Linked DNA regions of Mus musculus: all the other regions are linked to region 1. A link is a contact called in public Hi-C and HiChIP or PLAC-seq data. All regions are on one chromosome and are shown on one strand. Each heading gives the region's core, a stretch centred on a gene start, on an enhancer-like site or on the middle of the called end of the contact. The rest is flanking DNA. Distances are from core to core; before and after follow the strand shown.

What was found. A called contact is a pair of places that touch in the nucleus more often than the background predicts. HiChIP or PLAC-seq counts read pairs in DNA pulled down with a chosen protein or histone mark.
Region 2: a contact with region 1 is called in an H3K4me3 HiChIP or PLAC-seq map of embryonic basal ganglia, with 3 times the contacts expected there. The contact joins the enhancer-like site here to the promoter of Fign in region 1. A contact is called at or near these places in 3 of 39 promoter capture datasets (frontonasal cranial neural crest, second pharyngeal arch cranial neural crest and stem cell-derived epiblast-like cells) and 8 of 115 datasets of contacts at active chromatin or transcription factors (astrocytes, craniofacial prominence, embryonic basal ganglia and 5 more).
Region 3: an H3K4me3 HiChIP or PLAC-seq map of neural tube shows a contact between it and region 1, with 3 times the contacts expected there. The contact joins the enhancer-like site here to the promoter of Fign in region 1. A contact is called at or near these places in 7 of 39 promoter capture datasets (the C10 cell line, cranial neural crest, hippocampal neurons and 3 more), 1 of 484 Hi-C or Micro-C datasets (cerebellum) and 4 of 115 datasets of contacts at active chromatin or transcription factors (embryonic forebrain, embryonic midbrain, forebrain and 1 more).
Region 4: a contact with region 1 is called in a Hi-C map of the N1E-115 cell line, with 9 times the contacts expected there. The contact joins the enhancer-like site here to the promoter of Fign in region 1. A contact is called at or near these places in 10 of 39 promoter capture datasets (the C10 cell line, cranial neural crest, embryonic stem cells and 6 more), 22 of 484 Hi-C or Micro-C datasets (the AtT-20 cell line, the HL-1 cell line, the N1E-115 cell line and 13 more), 18 of 115 datasets of contacts at active chromatin or transcription factors (craniofacial prominence, differentiating embryonic stem cells, embryonic basal ganglia and 12 more) and 2 of 9 other capture datasets (adipose tissue and embryonic stem cells).
Region 5: a contact with region 1 is called in an H3K27ac HiChIP or PLAC-seq map of embryonic fibroblasts, with 10 times the contacts expected there. The contact joins the enhancer-like site here to the promoter of Fign in region 1. A contact is called at or near these places in 2 of 39 promoter capture datasets (frontonasal cranial neural crest and liver), 2 of 484 Hi-C or Micro-C datasets (the N1E-115 cell line and adipose-derived mesenchymal stem cells), 4 of 115 datasets of contacts at active chromatin or transcription factors (craniofacial prominence, embryonic fibroblasts, fibro-adipogenic progenitors and 1 more) and 1 of 9 other capture datasets (pancreatic islet).

The regions. Positions count from the first base shown.
Region 1 is chr2:64,095,740-64,100,397 of GRCm38.p6, reverse strand. It overlaps Fign (fidgetin), which reads left to right and starts at 2,360. Exons shown (of 4, transcript NM_001267846.1): 1 at 2,360-2,556; 2 at 3,334-3,503.
Region 2 is chr2:63,667,078-63,671,735 of GRCm38.p6, reverse strand. No RefSeq gene overlaps it. Among named protein-coding and RNA genes, the nearest start is that of Gm8541, 94 kb to the right of the region's middle. Within about 2 kb of position 1,990, at least 11 of the 459 cell types and tissues checked have an H3K27ac peak or open chromatin away from gene starts, as enhancers often do. A contact at or near this core is called in embryonic basal ganglia, where this site is marked.
Region 3 is chr2:64,520,701-64,525,358 of GRCm38.p6, reverse strand. No RefSeq gene overlaps it. Among named protein-coding and RNA genes, the nearest start is that of Gm13575, 130 kb to the right of the region's middle. Within about 2 kb of position 2,453, at least 7 of the 459 cell types and tissues checked have an H3K27ac peak or open chromatin away from gene starts, as enhancers often do. A contact at or near this core is called in neural tube, where this site is marked.
Region 4 is chr2:64,455,706-64,460,363 of GRCm38.p6, reverse strand. No RefSeq gene overlaps it. Among named protein-coding and RNA genes, the nearest start is that of Gm13575, 64 kb to the right of the region's middle. Within about 2 kb of position 2,018, at least 5 of the 459 cell types and tissues checked have an H3K27ac peak or open chromatin away from gene starts, as enhancers often do. A contact at or near this core is called in the AtT-20 cell line and the N1E-115 cell line, where this site is marked.
Region 5 is chr2:64,411,207-64,415,864 of GRCm38.p6, reverse strand. No RefSeq gene overlaps it. Among named protein-coding and RNA genes, the nearest start is that of Gm13575, 20 kb to the right of the region's middle. Within about 2 kb of position 1,839, at least 14 of the 459 cell types and tissues checked have an H3K27ac peak or open chromatin away from gene starts, as enhancers often do. A contact at or near this core is called in adipose-derived mesenchymal stem cells, embryonic fibroblasts and fibro-adipogenic progenitors, where this site is marked.

The DNA of each region.
Region 1 (4,658 bases), core at 1,111-3,610:
CACACACACACACACACACACACACACTCACACACACATACACACACACACACACACACACACACACACAGACACACACACACAGACACACACACACACACACACACACACACACACACACACACACACACACACATGTTCAGTATTCTGAGCTAGACCACGAACTCTAATTTCAGTCTTAGGGATTTAGTGTTGAAGGTTGATTAGCTCTTCTGTCTGATTTTTTTTTCACCGACAAGGACAGAGCAGTCTTGCTTGACTGGCACAGAGCATCTATAGATGTACAGACGTCTTCCGCGTGTCACATCACAAATGGGTAATAAACGAAATTAAAAGAGATTTGAAGATTTAGAAAGTCCTCTACACATTCTCTAACAGCGAGTCACAGTTTCCTACAGTTATTTCTTCGTAGTAAAACCCAATGGGCAACTTTTCTTAGTATTGGTTTAAAAGCTGTCTCCTAAAATGTAGAGTCTCCGTATTCTCTGTTGCCTCAGAATACAGTTCTTCTGCTTCGTTTCCAATCCTAGTTAAAAAAAAAAAATCCAGAAATCTATTCTAAATAGAAATCTAATTCTTAACAAACATTATTTTTGATATCCAGTTCTCTTTTCTTTTTAATTGTCATCTGCCCAGATTTAACCATTTAATTTATTGTGATAAGTGCATCTATTGAGATGCAAGAAAATCTCAAATGAAGAAAGAAATGAATTTCTAAGTATATGTTTGGCCTTTTATGAGAGCTGGAGTTTTGTCTATTAAAGCTCCAGCCTAGAAGCTAGCAGACATACGGACAGACATGCGGACAGTGAGGAAGGACATTCTTCCTAAACAAGTGTATTTTCTGCTCCAACCTTCAAAGTAACATTTTCAGCTAGATGGCCTCCTGGTCGAATACATAATTTGCCTCTTGCATTCTCAGCTTAGTTGAAATATAGAGGACTGGACATCCAGCAGGCCAAAGTATAAACTCACCATTTATCTATTAAAGTCATATTTAATGAAAATGAAGAGAAATTATTGCCCAACTCTCTCTTTCTCTCATTACAATTCCTTAAGAACTTTGCCGGGCACATTATCTCGTAGACATCATGATCAAATGTTATTGTTTGCTTTATTATCTCAGTTGGATGGTTGGCTAGTCTAGGATGAAATAGGTTGAAGGCAATCCTCTCAGCCCAGAAGTCTGAATGAGGTTCCCATTCAAATGATCCTGATTGTTTGGGGGTGGGGCGGGGTGATTAGTAAACCAACTGAGCTTACACTGCATAGTAAGCGTCTGGATGCAGCACATTTACATCTAACAAGAGACCCCAGAAAACGTGTGTGTGTTTCTTAAACCTTATGTTGCGAACAAAAGGCTATCTCAGCCACAGACAATCAGCACGGCACTGCTCCCTGGGATGCGAGCCACACACTCAACTGCACATTTCATTCTTCCTCAGCTCCCAGCACCACAAAGCCCCGACTCTCTTCCTTCTCCTGGGTCCCCAGATTGCTCCATAGCGGGGGGCTGGGAAAGCTGAAGCCCCAGGTCTCTGCCTGCGCACCAACAGCCCTCACCGTGGGCCCCCGGGCGCTGCTCTCCCCTGCCCGAGCCGCCTGGGGGAGGTAGGGAGGGGAGCCGGGGGAGCTTGAGAGGGGACCGCACACCTAGATACTTAGGGTTTTTATTTATTCCCGGGGAGGTGGAGGCGGTGAAGTGGGTTCAAGCTGATCTGCCTCCCCAACTTGCCTCTCCCTAGCAGATAAAGTCATTTTCGGACTGGTGCGGGGAGCCTCGGGGATAGGGGACGTCCCGGCTCCACGTCCCGGTCCCCGTCCCGTGCGCGCAGCAGCAGGGAGGGCTGGCCAGGCTACGGTGGTGACCGGAGGACCGGGGAGGGGCCCTCAGGGACGCGCGATCGCGCGTGGACAGCGGGGCTCGCTTCCCCCGGGGGCGTCGCTCCCCGCGCGCGGGCTGGGCCGGGCTCCGCGTCCCCGCGCGCCGGCATGACCTCGGGGCCCCCTCCGGGCCGCGGGAGCGCAGCTGTGAGGCTGGGCGGCCGCCGAGGCCCGGGCCGTGTAACATGACCCGGCGGCCGGCCATTGCGCCCTCCCTGTCCGCCCGCGGCCGGGCGCCGCTCGCCGCCTCCCGCCTCCGCTCCCCCTGCAGTCCCGGCCCGCGCCGCCGCTCCCTCCCGGGGCTCCCGGCCCGCCGCGCTCCAACGCCCGCCTCTCGCCACTGCCTCCCGACGCCCGGCCGCGCGGCCGCCTGCGTCTCTTTCTCCCTCTCTCCTTTGAAAACTGATCTTTGGCTCTTAGTGTGAAAGTGATTTGAATTTGGCTCGGCGGCGCTCTGCGCCTGCGCTCAGCCTCTGGCATGCTGGCTCCTTCCAAGCAGCTGTTTTGGGTTTGAAATTCCAACATGGCAGAGGCTGCAGTCCGTCTTCCCTTCAAAAACTTGGAATGATTTCAAATCATAGGCACCTTCACTTAACCCTAGCTTCCATTCATCAGCAAACACATCGGATCGATGCTACGCTAACCTATCGGGAGCTCGCTCTGCGCGTCCAGGTAAGGAGAGCTTCGTAGTTTTTTACCATCTGTTTAAATTTTTTGTTTTTGTTTTATTTTTAAAGAATATAGATAGATCCAAGACCTGTAGTGAGAAGAGGTCTCAGAGTTGTGCCGTAAACAGTAAATTTAATTTGCATTCGTTTCTATTTTGTACGCCAACCTGCTGTCTAATTTCTCTGTACAAAGTAGCCCTGAAACATTATGATGCATATTTCTGCAGCTTAATCGTTATAACAATAGTATGGGATTAAGAGTTCGTGACTGCAAGAATCTCGCTTTTCGCGATATTGGGCTTACTCACTACTATCTTTTTACCTCAAAAAATAAAAAAAATAAAATAAGAAAGCGGAGCCATAGGGTGGGGCTAGACTTTCTTCGGGAACTAACTTCTAAGTAAATAAGAAGTGTAAATAAGAATCTTGCACACACACAAAAAGTTGAGGTTAAATTACAATCTCGTGGCTGGGGGATCGAGAAAAATGTCAGAGGATCGGTTGCAGAAAACTGTAAGCACATCATGCGGGAGGGGGTACAGCGTGGTGGGCGTATTGTTGGCAAGGAACGGGAGAGAAAGATGTATAATTTAATGGTATATACAATCCACTGATCCTATTACCGTCCTCCCCGGAGCTCTTGTTAGTTTCAATGGGAGTGAGTGAAATTGACATGGACTTGTATTCCCGGTCATGTGCTTTTTTTCCTTTCTTTCTTCTCCTGTGATCTGAGATCCCCTTTTTGTTGATGTTGCTTTCCCCCTTAATTATATGCATGTAGGTTAAATGAATACCTGACGAAAGGGCCCACGTTTCAAGGCAGTGACATTTGATAGCTGAGAGGAAAAGTGGCTTTAATGAAAAGCAACCTTTGGAATTCCTGCTTGTGAGAAATCCAATTCAGCTTTTTGTGCTACCAGCAAGAAATGATCAGTAGCACCAGTGTTTATGGTATGTCAGTTTTGGAATTTACTTCCTTTGCATTTAAATAGGGAAGACAAATTAAATAGCATGATAAAAACCATTGGAGGCTGCTTGGGAACCAGATGCTCATGATGTCCAATTCTTTTTAAACATGTCTATGTCTGTTTATTTTAATCTGTCACTGTGCTTTTTTTTTTTTTTTTGTATTTGCTTTCACTTCTTTATGCATTTCAGTTTTTATTAATATGTTATTTGCGGACACTTTCATTGGCTTTAGCTCTAATCTTGAAGTTGCATGTTTCTATTAATGCTCTCAACAGGGGTGAAGTCAAATGGTATGTAAATTAGTTAAACTCGGGGTGGGATTTTTGTTGTTGTTGTTGTTTTGGGGTGGGGGTTAGGTGGATGGAGAGGGTGGGAGTGTGGGGCAAAGACTGCTAAGTAATGAAAGTGTTTATACATATATCCATATATATGTACACACACAGGACTGGATGGAATTTTCTTTTTCTCCCAACCCCAACCTTTTAATGGAATTTGACTGTTTGCTCCCTTGATTGCACTTTATGGAGTATTCGGTTCTTCTGTGTGGATTTTCCGCCGTTTGGGTGAGTGGGTGATGGCGTATCTTTTACATGAAAGTAAGATATATATGTGTATAATTTTTATCACTCCAGTTTTAACATCTTGTAAGAAAGACTGGTAGTTTTCTTTTTTTCTTTTTTCTTTTCCCCCTTGCCATTCACTTGTCTGCCTGTCAGAGCTTTTTACTTTTAACCTGTGATAGAATTAAATAATCAGGAACTGAAAATGACTTTATTTGTAATCACTCTTTCCTCTTTCTCTCTTTTTCTTTCTTTCTTTTTTTTTTTAAAGTCAGTTAAATGGAGTGAGAGGGGTTTTCAATAGCTCTAGTGGCTGTGCTATTGGTACACTTTGTGATATTCAATTAAGTCTAAGAGGGGACAACAAGAAGAAGATGGGAAAGTATTTTGCATGACCAAAGAATATGTGCACTTTAAACTGGTTCTTGTTGTTGGTACACTTTCCCCCATGCCATGGGTTTCTCTTGAAAAGAGGGAAAGCAGGGAAGAGGAATAAAAGAGACGAGAGAGGGTCAAAGCTGCCAGGCGTCTGTAGTGTGGCCCTGGTCAGTGCTTTCTCATAACACAAATGAGAATA
Region 2 (4,658 bases), core at 741-3,240, 430 kb after region 1:
ACACACACACACACACACACACACACACACACACACACACATATATCACATCACTCTAAAATATAAAACATTTAGGTTTCTTAAGTTTTATAAATTTTGAATAAATTCTTATGTGAAATTTAGCTTCAGAAGTATTTACAAATCAAAAACCCAAATTTATGGTTCTATCTTTATGGAAACCTTTGTCTAGCAGAACTTGGAATAGCATCTGAGCCCTTACTTCATTAGCAACGTGAACTTGGAACAGTCACTTGAACCTCTATACTAAAAGTTTCTCAGCTCTACCCATGATGTGTATTTGCTTATTGGTAATGTATAGCAAGCCAGACACAAGGCAGAGATTACAGTATATATTTAAGAATGGTAGCTTGTGACACAAAATAATATTGACTCATAAAAATTCCAATGAAATGTAACAATCTTCAAATTGCCAATTAAACTAATTATAATATGCCAAGATATAATTTGGATTCATTAGGTAATAACTGGTCATGACTAATACTAAATCTTAGGACAAAACATAAATAGAACACTTTTCTTCTTGTCAACCATGATTGTTTTGAATCAAGTCTTATATTCAACAATGAACTTCTGTGGTGGTTTTTGATTTATTCACTGGTCTACTTTTTTGCTCTGGCATAGTCTTGCATAACTGACAGGTCTCTGTGATTGTGAATTTTAATTTTTCCTCTAAGGGAAAAGAGGGTCAGACATGAGAATCTTCCTTTATAGATGCTGATCTAGCTTCTATAACATCTGAATAATATTCACCAAACATATAAAGGCTTAAAATTTAAGAGTTCTCTACTTGAACAAAGAATATTGCTACTCTGGATAATTTACTGGAGAACAATTTGCATTACCATTGATATACAGATCGATTAAATTACCACAATTATCCTTGTTTATAAAATGGAAATGAGGCACCAATCTCTTACAGTTGTTCAGAGAATTAAAAGTCAATTCGGTGCACATCATGGGTGTTTACTTCTTTACAGGTAGGAAGTTCTCATTAATTAGAGCATGTGTGATGATGGCAGTTGTCATGATGTAGGTGCAGAGACATGCCAAGAGAACCTGGGGACATAGGAGGGGGAGTTCAGTTGGTACAGTAGATTAGAGATTTACAAAATCTTCCTAAATAAATGATGCTATAGTACCTAGAGTGGATATCCAAGGCAAATAGTCCTCTCTTGAAGATACATATTTTAACATCTAATTATATTATGTACCACCTAATTAGAGAGCAGGAACGGGTCCACATAAAAATATAAGGGATTTATTCGAGATACAGTACATATAATGTTCACATAACTGAAGCAGCAGGAAGCACGATGTAAATCATTTTACTAAGTCAGATTAAAGGTGCTATCATTCATGGTTATGTAATACTATCTATAATTTCTGTGTTAAACTTGACATTATAAATCCTTTAATCTGCGTATTTAAAAGCCATTCTATGGCTCATTTTTCAAACAGATTCCCGTTAACACATTTACTGCTAATGAAGCACTAACGTGTTCTCTCTTTCTTAGATAAATGCTGTTGAACAACATTATTATTTGCTCCTCATATAATTATTTTTTTGGCTTTTTAATTTAATTGCTTCAATAAAAAATACACCAATAATGCATTTTTAATTACACTTCCCAGGTGACCTATGTAAAAAGAGGTTTTATAATGAAGCCGCAATAATTAGCCTGTCACAGTCCAGTTTGGGGCTATTGTCTAGTTGTCCTTTCTGTGGCTTGTTGTGGCATGACTAGAATTCTAAAGACCCTGTGTATTATCTCCCATAATACTTAGGAAGGTATTAAAAATGTGTGCAATACTGGCAGAAGCAGGCTTTCTAATTATTGTCAGCTATTTCTAGTGTGACGTGGTAAATTCCCTTGAGAATAGAAACAACAGCCCACTCCAGGGTTTGTAATAGGCCCTAGAGCCTAAGTAGTTGTAGACAGAGCTGTTTCCCTCCGGATAGATAATTGGTTTACATAGCAGCTCAACATCTGAACCAAACCCATTTTTTTTCTATTGTGATTTCACTGTTTACTCTAATATACATAAACTATTTTGTTATATTAAATAGTGTATGACTCATTTCTTAACAGCTGAGTAAATTTGCATGGTGTGCCTCACCTGGAATACTAATGACTCTTAGGCCAGCCCAATTTTTTCAATGCTTGAAATATTAAATATTTCATTTCTTAAGAATACATGCTTACTATATATAATGAGTTCTGGCAACTTGTTAAGTGTGATTTTATTTAAGTTCTATTTCTACATGAGAAACACTGTTTCCACTTAGCAAGGCAACTGATATTCAAAAACTTTAAGGATGCTTGTGGTAAAAAGGCACTGTCATTGATTATTAACAAATACGTGTTATTGTGTGCATACGATAATTAGTGACAATATAGTGACAGATTTAAAGCAAACAAATCACATCTGCTTCCCAAAAGTGTGTGATTCTTGATTTCAAAACAGAAATAAACACACTGAAGTACATGGAAATTTGAATTGAGCTTAAATAATTTCAGTTGTCTGGTTAACGAGCTATAGTGCTTAGCATTGTATTCATTTTTTATTAGTTATTTTCTTTATTTACATTTCAAATGTTATTGCCCTTTCCCGACCCCCACCGAAACCCTCTATTCTCATTCCCCCTCCCCTGCTCCTATGAGGGTGTTCCCCCACCCACCCTCTCCTGCCTCCCTTCCCTGGTATTCCCCTACACTGTGGCATCGAGCCTTCCCAGGACCAAGGACCTCTCCTCCCATTGATGCCCGACAAGGTCATCCTTGGCTACATTTGGCTGGAGCCAGGAGTTCCTCCATATGTACTCCTTTGTTGGTGGTTTAGTTCCTGGGAGCTGGGGGGTGGGGGGTGTGGCGAGGGCGGGTCTGGTTGGTTGGTATTGTACTTTCTATGGGATTACAATCCCCTTCAGCTTCTTCAGTCCTTTCTTTAACCCCTCCACTGGGGGCCCTGTGCTCAGTCCACTGGTTGGCTGAGAGCATCTGCCTCTGTATCTGTCAGGCTCTGACAGACCTATCAATTTCACTTGTGAATGTTTCTCTTTTAAGTTTCGAAATATCATCATCAACTTATTTCTCAAGCCCAAACTAAGAAAAAGCAAAAGGATGGTTGTTACACGTGAGCCAGACCTCTCCACAGAATCTAGAACCTCTTTCCAGCCTCTTATTCTTTTTCTCAAGGTTTCATTCTCTGTGTTCCAGTTGAAGCCAGGACACTTGAAACATCACATGTGCTGTTTTCCCAGGCATAAGTATTGTTTGTGTATTCCGTGGAACCAGGAAGTAAAATAGTATCAATTAACTGGACCCCTCAGAGCTCCCAAGGAATAAACCACAAACCAAAGAAAGAGTACACATGGGTCTGTCCATGGCACCCGCCAAATATGAAGCAGAAAACTGACTCATCTGACAACAGCGAGGGGGGAGGTGCTTGGTCCTGTGGAAGTTTAAAGCTCCAGAGAAGGGAGATGCTAGAGGGGTAAGGCAGAAGTGGTTGGGTGGGTGGGGGAGCACCCTCTTAGAGACAAAGGGGAATGGGACAGAGGGGGGGGGTGTCATGGAGGAGAGACCAGGAAGAGGGATAACATTAGAAATGTAAATAAATAAAATGATTAATAAATAAAAAGATGGCATCTGTTAATGCTCAGTATGGTACTTCCCCTTGCTGTCAGCACTTTCTCCTCTGCTGTGAAGAAGAGTACTCAGAATTTCTGTGTACTCAGAATTATTGGGTTATTTGTCCAGCTTGTACTTAATGTCCAAAGAACAGACACAGATTAAATATTTAAAATTCTGTTTTTATTTGTACAGAAATAGATTATTTCCAATTAATTAGAATAGAAAGTGGGAAGTATAATACATGATATATCAGAACAAATTAATTGGCTTTCCTGTGTTTTGATTTCATGTCTGAAACAGGAAACCTTTCATCTCACAGTAAATTTGACAAGAGTCCTATGACTTCAGGCATACTCTTTAATCTCGATGAATCTCAATTATTCCATCTGTAAGAGGAGGAAAGGATAAACAACACCATCTTCCTAGAGAGATAAAAATAGATCATTTAGAGGGTGCTACAGTTGCTCAAAATATGTTATAGCACCTAAAAAGTATTGTCCTCCCTCGCTCTTATCTCCTGTAAATTGATTTCAATGTCCATTAAATTTATATGCTTAAAGCCAAATGTCTAAATAGTTTATAATGTGTGTGTTTAGTAGCATACGAAAGACCTGAATTCTGATTTGAACAATAAAAATATGTGTTGTGCTTTAATAAGTGTTCAATAGTGAATGTACTCTGTATATATGCAAATGATACACGTTTAACTATGGCAAACACTTCTCCTGAAAACAGTACTTTGTTTTTCGGGTTATGCTTTCTGCTCCTTCTCCCAGATCCTCCCTAATACCTTTTATATCCTGATCTGCTCTCTCTTTCTCGCTTACTCACTCTCATGCTTCTTAAATTCTGTCTTTAATTGGAAAACAAACAAGCTTGTAAGGGGTAATAATAAGATTTAAACAAAAATTAGCACATTGAAATTGGATAAAGCAAGCAGAAGGAAAAAAAAAAAAACTAAGAGAAGTTAAAAGAATCAGAGACCTACTCATTTCCACGCCA
Region 3 (4,658 bases), core at 1,204-3,703, 420 kb before region 1:
TAAAACATCATATTTAAAACTGGTAAACCTCTAGACTTACACATTATAGTCAACTGTACTAGCCTTTGCTTACTTACCAAAGATAAAGACAGTTGTTCTTGGATCTGAAAGCTGGTAATATCTCTTTCATTAGGATTTACATTATATTCCATAGTTGGGCACTGAGTTTTTTAATTATCAAAAGTATTTGAGGCCAGGGCGGCGGTGGCACAGCCTTTAATCTCAGCATTTGGGAGGCAGAGGCAGGCAGATTTCTGAGTTCGAGGCCAGCCTGGTCTACAAAGTAAGTTCCAGGACAGCCAGGGCTATACAGAGAAACCCTGTCTTGAAAAAACAAAACAAAACAAAACAAAACAAAAAAAACAACAAAAAACCAAAAGTATTTGAAAAAAGCCAGAAAATGCCTCCCTAATAACTATACACTAATTGTCACAGGTAGCATATATCACATATATCCATGGATAATTAATTTGAAATATATTTCTTAATAATTCTAAGAGCACTGGGGAATTTGATATGATGTAGCATGAGATTGGAAGTCAAAATTTCTGAACGTGAAAACACAGTTCACCAGGTCACTGTAAGACCTTTGAAGAGTTATTTAACCTCTAGAGAAATGTTTGATGAAATGCAGATTGTTTCAAGAATAGAATAAGATGTGTATAAACTCCTGATCATAGCACCTGGAAGATCAATGTTTTTTTTTTTCCTCTTATTCAAGTTGGGAAGATTTTTACATGGTAGACTGCTTTATTTTTAAATATTTATAGAGCTTTACCCCACATGACTATCCTTCCCATATTTTTAAACAGTCAAAATAAAAAGTTAAACATTTATCTTCTGTCACCTGAAGTCTAAATCTTTCATTATGTCCATATTAGAGGGCATTTCCTTAACTCTGGAGAAGTTGAGGTGCTTTGTAAGCATAAAACAAAATTAGTTTTCAGTTTCTCAAGTGAGAGATTGCTAGCCCAATGACTTGACCAAAAAAAAAAAAAAAAAAAAAATCAGCGACGTCCACCTGTGCCATATAATCTGCACACACTGCATTGAAATATCAATTTAGAAATGCCACTTTCCTGGAGCAGCAAGTAATTATCTGGAAGAAACATATTTTATCACTACCTGTAGCTCATATCAGGCAGCAAATCTTCAGTCCCTGGCGCATGATCCCATGTTTCCTTACAAATTGTGCTGCTGAGCTGTGCCGCATCGTAACACTTTTAAATAAGATCTTGACACCTCTGTCATTGTGCAGGCTAGGATCTAGACCACAGGAGCCCCCATCCCCCCCTTTAATTTGAACACAGTATTTTTCAACTAATGACAAGCATACATTATGTTTTTCCACTCTAACCAAGGCTCTAAAGCTATTTCAATTTGACTGGAGCGTTTTCTGCCAAATGGCTACACAGAGCACATTACCCACCAGAAAGCACCACGGTGATGAGCGCGCCCTGTCACCTATCCTGCGCGTCGATATGGGGGTTATTTGATTTGAAATTGGATTCTAGCCTTCCCTGATCTGCTGTGTAAATGGAGAAGCATGGGTTGAAGGAATTCTCAAAGTTTATGAAGAATAAACTCTGAGTCTTCTACTTTGAGTCTAGCAGAAGTTCTCATCTCAATGATAAATATTCAATGCTGAAAGGAGAAGAATATTTTTCTCTAATGGAAAGAAAACTTCGGAAAAATTATTCTATGCATGAATTTCTTCTGTGATACGAGTTGGGTGCAAGTTGCAGGCTTTTGTAGCAGGGTGGCTTTCTGACCCTTCTTTAAAGATTTAAGACTTAGTTCAGAAGTTCACTGAATGGGATGAGATGTGCTTCTTAAGTATGGAGCCTTCAAAAAATCTTCTAAATATATAATATTCTCAGCGAGACATGTCAGTCATTGTCAAGATGAAAGTCGTTTAAATGCTAAGTTCCTGGTAAACTGTGCCTGTGTTGTTGGGCCCTGTTCACAAAGCAATACCTTAGCTGTATGTGTAGAGCATACAAAAAAAAATAGGATTTTATTATGGTATGTTCAGTATCACTGAAGGCTGTGATGTGGGTTTGGAGGAAGGGAGTTTGCTATGCAAGTTACATGCTCATCACCACTATGTGTATGGCCCTCAGGGCAGCATAAAGAACTTCAGAGAAAACATATTAAATGGGCATGGGGAAGCATCCTTTTTGACCCACATGAAAGGGCCTTTGTGTAGATCTCATGAGCACAAGATTTTATTTTCAAGTGGATAAAGATGTGCGGTTTCTTTAGAATCAAAGGTAGATTGGCAACACTTTCTATAAATGGCAAGATAATTATGAGCGTATTTGGTATTCAGTGTAAAACATTCATCACTTTGAATAGTTTTGGCATCAAGGCAGCTGTAATAGGCAATCCCACAAGAGTTCCTTTGTAATTTAGCATTAAATGATGTCCCCTTATTGTGACGGCAGTTGAGAAGTTAAAAGACAGAGAAAGGAAGAAAGAAAACACAATTCTGTGCTCAGTCCAATGCAGCTCTGCCAGAGACTGGGTGGAAATTTGCTGTGAAATGATGACAAGAGCAGAGCTGATTTCCTGAGATAAAGAGCATTGACTGGTTTTGTGTTTGTGACAAATGTTAATGTGATCACATACCTTCTGTAGGCTAGTATCTACCTCACAAAAACAAACTGTTTCTAAAAACGTATAAAACTGCTTTCATTTTTACACTGAATGTGTGCTAGGCTGATTAGAATGGCACTGAATTCAACACGGCTTTCTGAGTCTATATCCTTTGTTTGAGGGTGTGTTGCAGCTACTCCAAGAGGTTAACTCCATTTCCCATCTCTTGAATCTGGATTGGCCATAGAACTTGCTTTGCCCTATGTGACAGAAGTGACAGCTTGCCAGGGTAGAGTCAGGGCTTCTTAATGACTCTCCTGAACGCTGGTCCAGCTGTCATGGGAATCGGCCAGGATTAGCCTGCTGGAGGACAAGAGGCATGGTGAATAGTGATGATTTATCCCAGTTGGAGCTGTTCTAGTCTTACCAGCCTCTAGTTGACCTGTGGCTGATGGCAAATTGCTGAGCAATCCTAGCAACATCATTGAAAGCTGGCCCAAAGCAGAAGGATCAGTCCCCATAGCCAAGTCTGTACTGCTCACTCCCATAACAGTAAGTTGAAAATTGGTCATTATTACAACCCACTCAATTGTGTGGAGCCTTGTCACACAGCACTAGATAACTATTTGGATGCTGTAGATTGAGAATCCAGATTAAGAAACATAAGGCTCAAGGTTTAGCTGCAATATTACTGAGTGAATGTGAAACCCCATTCTGGAAAGAATGATCTATCTTCCTTGTCTACCTTTGCTTCTGTAGCTTTCCGCTGCCAATGTCTTTTCCGATGGCCCACACTGGGTTTTTCTTTAAAGCTAGATGGTCTACTTATTCATGAAAGCTTTGATGACTTCTTTAATCTGCTGCTCAGAACTTTCTAGAATTAGAGGACTAACTGTATAATATCTTCCCTTTGTGTTGTTTTTAAGGCTAGTAATATTTTGCCCTTTGAAAGGACATGAGATTGTATCTTAACCATATTTATAACACTGAAATCAAATCACCTTTTGTATATATGTTCCTTTCCTTCTTTCTTCTTTTGCCTCCTCCTCCTCCTCCTCCTCCTCCTCCTCTTCTGCTATCTCCTCCTCCTCCTCCCCCTCTTCCTCCTCCTCATTTTTCATCTCCTTTGCCTTCCTTTTTCTGAGGCAGAATCCTGCCATTTATTCCTGACTAGCCTGAAGTTCACTGTATACCCCAGTCTGGCCTTAGACCGCTTATTCTTCTCCTTTTGCTTAGCAACAGCTTAGATGACAAGAATGAGGCACCACTCCAGGCTATCTTTACAATCTTGACAAAACTAAACAATACAAAAGCAATCAAATAAATACGATCATGAGTATGGGAAAGATACGACTCTGGGTCCCAGATTTCGCTCTGTGTTTTCGGTGCTGCCTTAGGATGTTGTTGGGTAGCTTCTAGAACTCTCAGTTAATCTAAACTTTAATTTATTATTACTGCTACTAGTGCATATTTACTTTGTTCTTATTTATTTGCCTCATTTTGCAAAGGTGAAAATTGAGCCCAGGAATTCTACATGTTAGACAAGTACTCTACAACCCAGCCTTTTTTTTTTTTTTTTTTTTTTTTTTTTTGTTCCTTGTCTTTGAGCCTTAAAACATACAAACTAGTTTTATCAAATGTGCTAAAATTCTAAAGAAAATCTATCTTTTCTATACTTACTTTAATATAGACTATTTCTTTAAAATCCACATTTTCTCCTTTACCACTTTCCCCATAGCCTATGTCACTAGCTCCAAAGCCTTAATCTCTGATTTTATATCAGCACATTCTTTCAAGTTCACAGGAAAGGCTTAATTAACTTCATTAGGGTGAAGATATGTAATTTTATTAACAGCAAGATTTTGGGTTATTATTAACATGCTTTCATTCATCTTCCAGAACTGTCTGAAGTTATGATTCATTATTTTTTCTAGCTAACATATATGTCAGCTGTGCATTGTCTTGTTTATATACAACATACATGGACAGATATCAAGTTACTTTTCATCCAAGTGAAATGTAAAGCCTTTTTCAATGGCAGTGGATTTATCAAATGTCCC
Region 4 (4,658 bases), core at 769-3,268, 360 kb before region 1:
TGCTGGAACAAAATAATCTCAAAATACTTGTGCTGCTTTCATATCCAAGTTTATTTATGCTGACTACATATGTATGTAATCATAAGAAGTGTTACATTGTTTTCAGATTTTAAATTCATGTGAATGCTGTATTTGAATTTTCACACACCATTGTATTTTCAACATGTATCCTTGTTCATGTGCATAGAATTAGCTCATTTATTTTAATTGCCAAATGGGCTTTCATTGTCATTATGATGATAACATAATTCATTGGTGCATTGTTCAAAAGAGAATTGGCCCCCTGTATTTTGTACTTTAGTGGATGAAAACAAACAATCCAATGTTTCATTGGTGGTGGGGTCACTTTGCTACTAAAAATAGTAAGGATATTTTGTTCATTTGAATGTTCTAAACTGTGTTTTACCATGCTGAAAAAAATGTGAATGACAACTTTAAGTCTTTCTAGTCACTCACATCCCTGTGCAGAGGCAGTCATTATGCACTAGTTTGACGAAGTAGCTGTAGAGAGACTTCATTAACGCGGCCATGAAGGGAAAGAACTGGAGGACATGAAGGGAGGTGTGGCTGATTCCTATAGAACAGAGATGAGAATCGTGAGAAACAAAGAAAGATGCTCGGCCTGATGGGTCCAACACTACTGACCATTATTTACCCGTTATGGTGACAATGCACAGACACAGCAAAGAGTCAAGAGCCTGGCAGTGCGTTGTGCCCATGGAACTTGGGAGAAATATTTTTGGGAAGGTTCTGCCATCTCAGTGCACTAACCACTGAGCTATAACTTCTATGACCAGTAACATCAGCCTACCCCATCATTAAAGGCCATATCTTTTGTTCAAGCTTTCTGCTTAGGTAGTTAAAGACTTGAAGTTCTATTTAAAAAGTAAATGCAACTATGAATTTTAAATGCTACGGTGCTACTCAGTGTCGAGAGAAGCAAAGTTTGTTGACTCGAGGTCACTAATACCCATTTACCAGACCAAGTACAGAATGTTGCATGGTAAGGCATCATTTAATAGAAATTTAGGAATGGCAGCATTAAGGCCATTATCAGCAGCCTCTGATCTCTAAGAGTGTAATATTTCAATACACCTGTTCAGTAGGGTCAGCCGAGTGCAGAGGCAAAGTAAACATGTGCCTTTCAAATATATTTCAACTAATATGGGGCATAGGTAACCTTGCAGAAATCATGTTTTCACCCATCTGCCACAAGGCCTGAAATTCCTGTTACTTCGAATCATTTTCTCTGACTTCAGGCATTTTATGTAGAAAAATCTATGATATGAAATAAATAAAATTAAGTACTAAGCAAGTGATTATGCCTTTGATACTCATTTAAACTTTAGTGGAACATGGGCCTTTGAGATGTGGCTTAACAGGTAAGATCGTACATTGTTCATTCCAAAGGACCAGAGTTCAGTTCCCAGTGCCCACAAATCAACAACTCCAGGGGAACCAACCTTCTCTACTGGCTCCTGTGGGTACTCCGACACCTGCACTGCATAATCACAAAAAAACCCATGAATGAAAAATAAAACCTAAAAATGAAGGTCTTAAGCCCTTAATGTGAGTTTGTTCATAAGCTTTATTAGCAAATATAACTTAACAATATCAGAAAGAAAGATAAAAGCTAGGGTAGTTGTGTATCCTGATTTGATGAGTAAAGAGGAAAAAAAGATTATATTATAAAACTTAAAACCTGGTGAGATTGTCCATCCACAGTTGTGTATGTGAGTGTGATTGCATGGACACATGCGCAGACACCATAGGTGGTGGTAAGGATGTATTGTATGAGAAAAAAATCTATTTTCAGAAAAACATTAAAAAATATTGGAGGACTTAGAGCATCTAGAATACTTTTGACATTTTCAGCATGCCTTTGAGATAGAGAATTGAGCCTGAAGGGTTAATACCATTTCCCATCTAGAACAAATGCCACCCACCCCCTCAGTAGCTGATCTTGGCTAGATTCCTACCCAACTTCGGCCACTAGGAGGCAGTATGTTGTAGCAATTAGAATCTTAAGTTTTGACATCAGCTAGGCAAGGGTTCCAGACTGAAGCAAATAGGAGCTTGGAACCACTTTCGGCTTCATTTTTCATATTTTGAAAAAGTGGGCTAAAATCTGTTTACCACCGCATTGTACCGTGAGGATTAAATGAGATAGTGTATGCCGATTGACTGACATACACTTGATGTTCACAAAATCCAAATAAATCTAATTCCTAAATGATACATGGATCTATTCCAGCCGGAGGATATTTTTCTCTCTCACCCTTCTTCACTCACCTAGCCTTCCAAACTTCTCTCTTCCAAACAAATGCCGTGGACCCAGATGCAGAAAGCGTTCATTTTCATTAGAAGACTCTGGCAGGAAGCCAAAGCACTATCATCCGCTCATCTCCCGTGCATCTTAGTTCTCCTTTCATCTAATTACAGAGGTAACAGCAGGGGAAAGAGGTATCTTTTCAGCTAATGGAGGGAATGACTGAAACCCAGATGAGTAAAACCCTGAAGGGAAGGAGATCAAAGCTTGTAAGTTCAGAGTCCTTCTATCTCCCAGCTAAACTGCTGGGACCAAAGGGAGAACGTCAATGATTTCCTAACATCCGCTCATGTGCTTGTGAGTACCCAGATCCAGAACTCTTGCCTTGGAATGTGATGACTGTCTCACTGGGCTGCTCTGTTCCGCGGCATCAAGATTTCCCTTTGCATCATCTCCGGCTGTTTCATAGCACACCCTTGCTATCTGTAACAACGGAACTAGTCACTGAGCACTCTCTATCCGTCCTATGTTTAAAACATGATGCCGTGAGAGTCATACTTGGAAGAATAAGTACCAGAGAAGGCCCTTGCCTTTGTATCAATATCTCCTCTTCAATTCAGCTATCCAAAGTTGCAAATAAAATTTTCACTGAGGGATCTCTGGCAAATCGACCTATTGTTCCTATAGAACAACACGGAAATTTCCATTCTTAAAATTGAATTGACATGTAGAAACTACACCTTAGTTTCTAGTCCTTAATACAGAGCAGACTGACAACAGCCACTGTCTGGGACTTATGTAGAACTATTATTCTGCCGTCAACAATTGGCCCTGTATGTGGCTTAGTCAAGGATCTCAACTTCAAGGCTTTAGCTGTTTTGATGACTTCATTTATAAATTATTTCCCCAATTCTCATCAATCATCCACTCAAAAGTAGTCTGTCTATAAATTTCTTGGCATGTAAATTAGTTTTCCTCCATTACTACCTACTGAGAAAAGAATTTGTGGGCAGTTTAAAATTTGTGCTTATGACTACAGTTCTTTCTCATCTTTTAGAGTTTTGATACCTTTACAGTTTAACATATGACAAGGTTATAGATTCATAAAAACACCATTGATTTTTTTTTTAGGTTCTCCCCAAGATCAATCCCATGGTCAATTCATCTTGAAATGTAAGTGAATGGACTGCGGCTCTAAAGTCACCTCATTTGGAGGAGAAGGAATCCTATACTTGCCCTTAACTTTTCTGGGCAGACATTCAGAAAGAAACTCTGGCCCGTTAAGGAGCACAGCTGTACCCTGCAGGAAGAATGGAAAGGTCCTAGATGGGGTCTTGAATGCATGTCCTTACATGGTTCACATTGCAACCTAATGTACAGTTGCAGACCACCCCACCTGAGATAATAAATGAGAGACTCTCAGGGCTGTTGAGCACTTTGCAAATTTTCACAGTGGCTCAGCACAAACTTAGTTAGCACAGGTGTTCACATAATTGTGATTCATTGGAGAGATTCTCAGTGCTCAATAGCCCTCTCACTCCCTCTCCTCCTAGGGGGTGACTGAGTGTGAGTATATTGTGGGGAAATGTGCCATGCTGTCGGGCTTCACTGGTGCTTGGCTGAAGGGGACTGGGTTGATTAAAAAAGGAAAAAGAAAAAAAGAAAAAAGAAAGAAAGAAAGACCAGCTAACTGTGTCCAATTCTCTTCCTCCATTTGCTTAAGTTTTAGAAATGGCAGGATGACATGTATCCCACAGTTCCAAAGATGGAAACTAACTTTACATTGTAAGAAAGCAAAGCAAAGCAAACAAAAAGCTGTTGCAGAATTGGATAAGACTACTATGACTTTATACTGGGGTTGTTTAAAACGATTAAAGTTAGAAACAGTGAAAATGTCGCAGTTCTCATTTTTCTTGCTTTGTGGCTGCCATCTTCTGGTGTGGGGTGTGCTTGGTGCTACCCAAATACCACTCTGATCATTTTCAGATTACTCACCATGGGGAATAGTATCCCAAGGTAACCACTCAGAACTCACGAGGAAACAAGACTCTCTACAATCAGCCATTGTTCTGTTCTAGCTCTTCTACCCGCAGAGTGAAATCTAGTTACACATTCTAGTAGCTCAGTAATAATAGCTTTTAATGTAATAAATTAACTGACTTAGATTTAAAAAAAAACTTACAATTCAGTTAATGAATATTGATTAATTTCCCATGAAGCAGTGTGTGCTTAAGGATAATGTGGAATAAAAAGCCCTCTACTCGTCATGTGTCTATGATCTATACATGGTCCTCTCACACTGTATTTAATGCATCAGAGTTAAGAGAAATCTAAATTCTTGAACTCCTCTCTATTTGGAATTGCCTTAGACTCCATCTCTGGTAACCAG
Region 5 (4,658 bases), core at 590-3,089, 320 kb before region 1:
CAGACTGATTTCCAGAGTGGTTGTACAAGTCTGCAATCCCACCAACAATGGAGGAGTGTTCCTCTTTCTCCACATCCACGCCAGCATCTGCTGTCACCTGAATTTTTGATCTTAGCCATTCTGACTGGTGTGAGGTGGAATCTCAGGGTTGTTTTGATTTGCATTTCCCTGATGATTAAGAACGTTGAACATTTTTTCAGGTGCTTCTCTGCCATTCGGTATTCCTCAGGTGAGAATTCTTTGTTCAGTTCTGAGCCCCATTTTTTAATGGGGTTGTTCGATTTTCTGAAGTCCACCTTCTTGAGTTCTTTATATATGTTGGATATTAGTCCCCTATCTGATTTAGGATAGGTAAAGATCCTTTCCCAATCTGTTGGTGGTCTTTTTGTCTTGTTGACGGTGTCTTTTGCCTTGCAGAAACTTTGGAGTTTCATTAGGTCCCATTTGTCAATTCTCGATCTTACAGCACATGCCATTGCTGTTCTGTTCAGGAATTTTCCCCCTGTGCCCATATCTTCAAGGCTTTTCCCCACTTTCTCCTCTATAAGTTTCAGTGACCATGTAGAGACTGCCATATCCAGGGATCCACCCCATAATCAGCATCCTAACGCTGACACCATTGCATACCCTAGCAAGATTTTATCGAAAGGACCCAGATGTAGCTATCTCTTGTGAGACTATGCCGGGACCTAGCAAACACAGAAATGGATGCTCACAGTCAGCTAATGGATGGATCACAGGGCTCCCAATGGAGGAGCTAGAGAAAGAACCCAAGGAGCTAAAGGGATCTGCAACCCTATAGGTGGAACAACATTATGAACTAACCAGTACCCCGGAGCTCTTGACTCTAGCTGCATATGTATCAAAAGATGGCCTAGTCGGCCATCACTGGAAAGAGAGGCCCATTGGACAAGCAAACTTTGTATGCCCCAGTACAGGGGAACGCCAGGGCCAAAAAGGGGGAGTGGGTGTGTAGGGGAGTGGGGGTGGGTGGGTATGGGGGACTTTTGGTATAGCATTGGAAATGTAAATGAGCTAAATACCTAATAAAAAATGGAAAAAAAAAAAAGAAAGGGGGAAGTTCTGAGATTAGAATTCAAAGAGTGAGTAGCCTTAACACTGGATATCCAAAAACTACTTTCAAGAAGTGTTGGGAGTAGTACAAATACATCATCTCATTGAAGGGACAGTCTTCCCATCTGCTTAGCATGTCTTCAAGAGAGTCATATTTCCTATCTGGTGTTCTCCCAGCCAGGTGATTGACAAGTCAGAATTAACTCTTAAGGGATGAAACCAGGATATGTAATGTTGATCTTTGGAGCAGATCAGAATGTTACATGTCTGCTCAAGGCCAAAGATGTATTCATTCTTTTCATCAGGATGATTAAGAAGGGGTATTTTAATATTTTCTTTTTGAGTGCTATCAATGTAATGGGTTCCAAAGCTGACCATAAGAGATGGTTCCATTCTCAACAGCCTCCAAAGCTACCAATCCCTACCTACTACATAATTGTGCCTCTCAAAGATGCAATAAAACCATCGCCCTCCTTCACTCCTCTGCTGTCTCAAACCCTCATTTGAATAACCTGGCTATACGCATTGCATTGACTTCCCCCTTCATTTTGTATTTAGGATCCCACTGCTTGGTTGGACTGTTCTGTTGGGGATATAATAAACATTTAGAAAGTTTAACTTGATCAGCTTTTATTTTGATATGAAGTACTCTTTTAGTTTGAAAATAAACATAAGATGATTAAAAACAGATGTTTTATATCAAAACGACTGTGAGGAAAGGAATGCTACTGGCAACAGCTGACTAGTACACATACTAAGCACAGAAACTGAACAAAGATGACCAAGAAAAATTGCAACACAGTGTGACACCTTCTAAAGATCTTAAAAATGCTTTGCTTTATACTTCTGTGTAATTGATACACATGTCACCTCTGTCACTTGCTGGTTATCCTCCAAAATTCAAGAAGCAGTTTCACTAACAGTGTGACTGAAAATATCAGAGTGTGTGTGTGTTTGTGTGTGTGTGTGTGTGTGTGTGTGAGAGAGAGAGAGAGAGAGAGAGAGAGAGAGGAAGAGGAAGAAGAAGAAGAGGAGGAGGAGGAGGAGGAGGAGGAGGAGGAGGAGGAGGAGGAGGAGGAGGAGAAGAAGAAGAAGAAGAAGAAGAAGAAGAAGAAGAAGAAGAAGAAGAAGAAGAAGAAGAAGAAGAAGAAGAAGAAGAAGAAGAAGAAGAAGAAGAAGAAGAAGAAGGCATGCAAAGACTAACACTATTTTAAAGCTTTCTATGGGGAAGTTTTTATCTCATTATAATGAAAAGTTGGAAGGCATTCTCTTTTTAAATGATTGCAAAGTTTAAAATGCAAGTTGGGAATTCACATGAATGCCTAGAACTATGAGTCACTGAAAAATCCTGGAAATGCTGTTAAAACAGACCCAGAGTCCTCCTCCCAGGAAGGCTTTCTAAAACATTGTAATTCTTAGGAATATGCAGATGATGGGATAGAGACATCTCAAGGTTTTTTGTTCTTTCCAGTTTGGTAGTTTTTCCAGAGTTATTGAAGAATAATTTCCAAAAACATCCCTGTATTTCTTATTTCTGTACATTGCACAAAGTGATGTTTTTATTTGTGCATACACTTAATAAGATGTGTACAATCAAGTAAATTAAGTTTTACTTTTTTGGTGGAGTAAAAATATTTCAGTTACTGTACTTTTTTTTGTTGTTTGTTTTTTTGTTTTTTGAGACAGGTTTTCTCTGTGTAGCACTGGCTGTCCTAAAACACACTTTGCAGACCAGTCTGGCCTCAAACTCAGAAATCCACCTGCCTCTGCCTCCCAAGTGCTGGGATTAAAGGCGTGCGCCAACACGCTCGGCTTGATGCTGTACTTTTTAATAGTTATAAATTTAAATTACAACCATACTGTCCAAAAGTCACCCCTACCTAACCATCACAACTGCGTGGTTATAATCTCTGACCAACATGTCTCCTTTCCCCCTTTTGGCACGGTCTTCACCAGACCTTGGCAATTACTAATTGTGTATTCTGCTGCTGTGATTTCAGTTTCTATACAGATTCCACAGGTAACATCCTCTGTTGTTTTGCCTTTTGATGCTTATTTCTGTTAGGTTTATCAGTGTTGTTACCAGTGACAGAGTTTTCATGTTTTAAGGGTTGAACAGTATTATAGTGCGTGTGTGTGTGTGTGTGTGTGTGTGTGTGTGTGTCTGTCTGTCTGTCTGTCTGTCTGTCTCTGTGTCTGTGTCTGTGTCTCTGTGTCTCTGTGTTCGCATACTTACTGTGTTTCATTTAATCTTGTGCTGTGGATAAACTTTCCTATAACGTGTCTATTGTGAGTAACAGTGTAAATAATGTAGTAGTGCAGATATTCTATTATATACTAATGTCAATTATTTTTCATGTGAATCAAATAATGCAGTTGTTGAACCTCTTAGTGATTATTTTGAGAAAACTGGAATCTTTCCATAATGGCTCTGTGGTGGTACATGGTTCTGTTTTCTTTATGTACATTTTCTTTTTCAGTAAGAATCATCTAGTACTCTCTGACAAATATTGATACTGAGAAATTTTCCACATGCCTGCCTCATAGAGATTTGTCTAATCTTACTGAGAAATATTTCCTGAAGTCTCTTGTTCATTTTCATTTCAAGATGACTTTGTTTTGTTTGGTTTGGATTCTTTTTTCTTTGAGATGGGGTTTCTCTGTGCCATCCTGGCTGTCATGGAACTCACTCAACAGACCAGCATGGCCTCAAACTGAAGGGATCTCCCTGCCTCTGCCCCCCAAATTGTGTAATTAGAGGCACCTGCCACCACCACCTGGCTAGTTTCAAGATTTTTGTTTAAAAAATTAATATATTCCCTATTGATAGATTTTTGTAACCTGTCAATTTACTACGTTTATACAATCTATTCTGGTTGTTCTCTCTCTGTCTTTATCCCATTCCCATTGGCTCTTTCACATCCCTCTCAGTCCCTTTCTCAGATTCATGACTTTGGGTTTTGTTTTATGAACTGTTTGTCTTAATGAGGGTCATCTGTGCAGTTATTGGATTGGGAGATCCCATTGGAGCCTGATAGGAATCTTCAGTGGCTCTACAGTAAATGTCAACAATTTCCCAGGTAACTGAATCTGTCAGTAAATAATAGCTCAGCAATGAGTGTTCTGAAGAGAATGCCTGAAACTGTTCAGCAGTGATATTGGTCTCTAGTTTTTTCTCTTTGGTGTCTTTACCTGATTTTAGAATCAGAGTAAAACTGTTCATAGAATGTGTTTTTTCCATTTCTATTTTGTGGAATAATTTGAGAATCATGGGCTATAGGTCTGTTTCAAGGGTCCTGAAGACTCCACTGTAAAGCCATCTAGACATGGACTTTTCTTAGTCAGGAGGCTTTACAATTATTGCTTAAAGTTCCTTATCTGTTATATATTATTGTTATATATAATTCATTTTCACCATTTATTTTCTGGCTACTGAATTTTATTGGTATTTTCAAATTTCTGGGAACAATTTATTTTATTTTATTTTTTATTAGGTATTTATTTCATTTACATTTCCAATGCTATCCCAAAAGTCCCCCACAGGATCCCCCACCCACTCCCCCACCCACCCACTCCCACTTCTT